Linked DNA regions of Arachis hypogaea: region 1 is linked to region 2. A link is a contact called in public Hi-C data. All regions are on one chromosome and are shown on one strand. The core of a region is the stretch at or near the end of the contact, and the rest is flanking DNA. Distances in the headings are between cores, read along the strand shown.

Region 1 (2,700 bases), core at 107-2,606, 61 kb after region 2:
GAATATTAATATATTTAATATCATATATATTATTATATAAATATTAATAATAACTTTGATAATCATGCTTTAGTAATTACATTGTATATATATTTTAAATATTTTTTTATAAAAAATAGGGTAAAAAACCCTAATAAGCCAAGGCAAGAAGTGTGTAACGTAAATACGCCAAACTGAAAATCATTTCAGCAATAAGCCAAACGCTATCTTTATGTAATTCGAACCAGGGTGGTTCGAACTACAAACGTTAGTAAATCGAACCAGGGTGGTTCGAATTAGCTGGAGAGGAACTTTGAATGTAATTCGAACCAATGTGGTTCGAACTCCAACCCCAGGTAATTCGAACTAACCTAGTTCAAACTATAAGCAAGTGTGCAACGTATGTAATTCGAACCAAGCTGGTTCGAATTACCCTTGGCGTGCTCCTTCATAAATTGAACCAAGCTGGTTCGAATTAGGGGTGATTCGGCTATATAAGGAGTTCGAATCACCCTCATTCGAACTATTATTCCTTCCCCCTACCCCACCAAATCTCAGAGAAAACGACCCAAATTCTCTTCGAGGAAGACCTGAACGGAATACTCTGCTGATGGGGGACGATCCGGCACCGTTATATCGCTTGGACGGAGTCGCTCATATAGCCGGGGTCATCAACGACGAGGTTAGTACGGAAATATTTTTGATTCTAGCGGTATTTGTGACTTAGTGGTTTTGCATGTGGGTTAGATGGTGGTTTATGTTAGTGGTTTATGTAGGTGGTTTATGTGAGGGGATTTTGTTGGTGGTTTATGTTAGTGGTTTAAGTTAGCGGTTTAAGTTAGTGGTTTATGTTAGTGGTTTAGGTTGGTGGTTTAGGGTAGTGGTTTATGTTAGTGGTTTAAGTTACTGGTTTATGTTAGTGGTTTATGTTGGTGGTTGATGTTACCGGTTTTTGTGAGTGGTTCATGCAAGCGGTTTATGTGAGTGGTTTAGGCTAGGTGGTTTTCGTTAGTGGTTTTATGTTGGTGATTTGTTTGACTTGTTTGATGGTAGTTGTTTTACGCTATCTGTTTTATGTAAACCGGTTTAGTTAAGCTATTTCTTGTTAGTGGATCTCGTTAAGCTGGTTTATGTTAGCGGTTTAGTTGTGCGGTCTATGGGTTTGTTTTCCAGTTGCTTATCTTTCCTGTAATGTTATGCGGTTTTATTTAGCAGAATGGTTTGTTGATGATTTATCGTGTTGCTTACGGTTGTGGTTGGTTTTTAAGCTGGTTCTAACTATGCGGTTCATTTCATGCGCAGCCCCAGCGATGCATTAGGAGCATGCGGCGGCAGCAGGGCATGCGACTTGATGACAGATACGTTTCGTACTTGCAGATGGCAGGTCTATACCATCTTGCAAGGTTGAACGACCGATGGTTCCGGCTAGACGAGGCCCTTGTCAGTGCATTCGTGGAGCGATGGCGTCCCGAGACGCACACGTTTCATATGCCGTTCGGAGAGTGCACGATCACACTCCAGGACGTGGCATACCAGCTGGGTTTGCTAGTGGACGGCCGTTACGTGAGCGGGTGCCTGTCAGAGTTTCATATATACATCGAGGGTGGCCATCCAGCTTGGGTCTGGTTCTAGGAGTTGCTCGGAGTTATACCTCCTCCTAGTCAGGTTCAGAAGTACGCAGTGAACTGCAGCTGGTTTCAGGAGACTTTTGGTGAGTGCCCTGAGGATGCAGATGAGGACACTGTGCGCCGATATGCCCGTGCGTACATCATGATGTTGTTGGGCACGCAGCTGTTTGCGGACAAGTCCGGGAACCGGATTCACATCAGATGGCTTCCGTATGTAGTGAGGCTGGAGGAGCTGGGTACCTACAGCTGGGGTTCTGCAGCACTGGCTTGGTTGTACCGGTGCATGTGCCGAGTGGCGAACAGACATGTCGTCAAGTTAGCGGGCCCGCTTCAGCTACTTCAGTCTTGGATCTTTTGGCGCTTTCCTCGGTTTAGGCCTGCAGGATATGAGACGTTCAGCTGGCCGTTGGCCTCGAGGTACTAGAAGCGGCCTTCTCTATTTCAATTTTACATACATAACTGCATATTCATTAATAGTCTATTGCATACTCTAAACACATATTTCAGTAGTTGTAACACATGTGTATGGTGCAGATGGTCAGGTTACAACCCTTCCGGGAGCAAGAAGGGTCCTAGAGTGGCGATGTGGAGGCTCAGGATAGACCGGTTACAGGACAGGGAGGTGAGTATGCTAGTTAACAAGTGTCCTTTTATAATCAAACTTTTCGAGTTGGGTCCAACAGTTGCCCTGACAAGGGTGAGTTCCTTGTGTTGTACAGTTTATATGGATGCCGTACAGTAGCCCCGACGTACTTCAGGTACTGCATCCAGAGGTTTTGGAGCCTCGGCATATGGCGTTGTGGCACTCTGTGACCGCGCTGATCTACTTTGCTGTCATAGAGTGGCATCAGATAGATCGTGTTCTTCCGCAGTTTGGAGGGGTACAGCCCCCTCCGCTTCCCGCCCTGAACATCGACTTTCTGATGTCCAAGGATGGGAGAGGGGGCGATCGATGGTTCCCGTCTTATTTGCAGAAGTGGCATCTCTACTGGGACTCTCGTCAGGAGAGTGTGCTGAGGTTCGATGTTGTTGCCGACCCCGGACCGTCGCATGAGTTCCTTGAGTGGTGGAGTCAGCATGGGAAGAGGTTCTT
Region 2 (2,700 bases), core at 12-2,511:
TTTGTTTTGCACTCCAACTACCCTCCCTTTTAAAAAAATAAAAAAAAAGGAAATAAAAAATAAATTAAATCAAAGTTGGGTTAAAACAATGCTTCTCAGCTTATAAAGACAATTTTACTCTTCCAAGACCAAAAATATTATTTAAAAAAAAAAGAAAAAGCTATATATTCATTCAATTACAACGGAACAAAAATAGTATTTAATTAACACTAATTATCCAAATCAGTCATTAAAATTTTTAAAATTAGACATTTCAATCTTACAAAATTTAAAATACATAAAATAAATTTTAACATTTATTTTTATTAGATAATATAATTTTTTTGTTAGTCATTAACGGTGACTACATCTAATATTTCTTAGAAAGATTTAGAATTCACTGATTGTAATGTTACACAAAATAAAGTTGCAGTTAAAACTATTTGTGCTACTAAAATTAGCAATTATACCAAAAAAATAAATTTTTTAACTTAAGAATATTTTTTAAGTTTATTTTGAAAAAATAAAAAATATTTAAAATGACTGTTTTGAAATTTTTAAAATTTTTTAAGGACTGTTTCAAGATTTTTTAAACTCTTCTAGCATTATTTTTTACTTCACTCTAATAACTGAATTGTCTAGTTCAAATATATAAAAACTTAACAATTATGTGTGTAAGTTAACGTTTTACGTCAACAGTCATTTAATAGAAATAAACTATATTATCTAACAGACATAAACATTGAAGATTATTTTATATATTTTAAAATTTGAAAAACTAAAGTGTCTAATTTTAAAATTTTCAAGTACTTACCTTTCTAAAAATATTAAAATCTCAAGTAATATTTAGTCCATCCGCAACAAATAATATAAAACCTACAAAACGGATGGAGACTAGTAATTAAATAAAAAAATGATTTATTTTTTTATTTTTTACGATATTTTTTATTTTAATAAATTAAACACTAATTCATCATAAATTTAAATTTTACTTAAAAATTTGTCACTTACTAATAATCTACATACACAAGATAGAATAGCTAACCACTAAGTTATACTCGTTGATGATAAATTCTTTTTTTTTTTTTTTTTTTTTGAGGTTTTCATGGAGTTACAATTAACTAGATTATTTTTTTATTTTGGAATTTAAAAAAAATTGGTGCTGATTATATCACTGAATCATAGCTCAACTTGGTTGGTCCAGTCTTTATATCAATAGCCCAACCCAACTAATCAAAGTTTCTATGTTCACAATTGCATGCTACTCTAGTTTCGGTGTAAAATTAAAACTGTGAATGGAGCAGAATATCGGGTCCGGTCGGGCTCTGGGATGGGCTGGTTCCTCAAGCCTATACCTAAGACAAAAAAAAAAAAAGAAAAACTAGGGATGTTTATCGAAAGAAAAATAGAATTTTTAATTTTTTTTCACTCTCAATTGATTTTGTTGATTTTGTAAAGTGATTTTACATCATATAAGACCCTTTTTTTTCACGGTTTTTAATTTTGATATTGAGTTTATAATAATATTTAATAATATGTAAAATTTGGTGTGTTTTTTATATAGAGATTACAAATTTAACCATTCGATTTGAGAAATTTATTTTTTGTTTAAAACACAAAATCTATCATTCGATTTGTGAAGTAACACAAAACATATTCTTCGTGAATTTTAATTTTTTAAAATTTTTAAAACACAAAATCAGTCCTCCAATTTGTGTTTTAGTATTAATTTTTTTTAAATGTACAAATGAAATTCTCTAATTTATAATTATTTTCGTACTAAATTAAAACACATAACTTTTTATAATTAAAAATAATATAATAATATTTTTTATATAAAAAAATTTTTTTTACAAGTTTTTATTTGATCCTAGTTAAGTTTTAAATAGTGAGAGATAACATTTTACAAGATTAATTAAAAAAAATTTAAATAATCTATTTCCGACGAAAATAGTTTCTCGGCCAGTATCTATTACCTTTGAAAAGTTTTTTGTATGATGAAATTTCTGCCGACAATAAATCCCTTGAGTAATACCAAAAAATAAAAGAGAAAAAAGTTGCACACAGAAAATAAATAAATTGAATATCTCAATCAAGAAAGATGTTAAGTCATCCAATAATCAAGAAATCATTCATGAGATGTTAATTCCCATCTTGCGTGTATGATGATTTTAGAATTTTAGTTTCAACTAACTAATAAAAAAACAAAAATATTATTTGTACATAAAATTAGTCATTATGTATTTCTATATAGATATATTTTAAAAATATATATTTAGTATTTTAATATATATTTTATATTAGTGACTAATTTTAACGATTGATTTTGGTGTATATCTAACATGATTGAATAAAAAAAATTAAATATAAGTTTAATTTAAAAAAACGTCAAATTTAATTTTAATATCCATGTATCATGTATGTATGAGTTGTGATATCACCTTCTTTTTCCTTCTAAACTCTCATCATCAAGATTTTGTTTACTTATACTAATTAATTCCCAGCTTCATTCAAACACCAAATTGCGTAACTCAATTAGAAATTAAGCAATGAACACTTCACTGGACACATTTGTGTACACCTATTGGCATTGACATCAAAGCTTAATTATATTTGCACATATTTGTGATATTACAAAATGTGACACATGAAATCTTTTCTCACTTTTAGTCCAAAAATCTATTTTCATTTATATCCATCTTTATCTTAATTGCCCAACCC

What was found. Hi-C and Micro-C count contacts between places; a contact is called where the count stands out from the background.
Region 1: a contact with region 2 is called in a Hi-C map of an unstated tissue, with 4 times the contacts expected there. The contact joins the promoter of LOC140176585 here to the enhancer-like site in region 2. A contact is called at or near these places in 4 of 8 Hi-C or Micro-C datasets (leaf and an unstated tissue).

Annotation. Positions count from the first base shown.
Region 1 is chr12:5,675,730-5,678,429 of arahy.Tifrunner.gnm2.J5K5, forward strand. LOC140176585 (serine/threonine-protein phosphatase 7 long form homolog) reads left to right here and starts at 1,357. Exons shown (of 4, transcript XM_072208110.1): 1 at 1,357-1,419; 2 at 1,612-2,024; 3 at 2,142-2,229; 4 at 2,327-2,700. The coding sequence starts at 1,357.
Region 2 is chr12:5,615,205-5,617,904 of arahy.Tifrunner.gnm2.J5K5, forward strand. No RefSeq gene overlaps it. Among protein-coding and RNA genes, the nearest start is that of LOC112726559, 49 kb to the right of the region's middle. Within about 2 kb of position 1,262, at least 3 of the 3 cell types and tissues checked have open chromatin away from gene starts, as enhancers often do.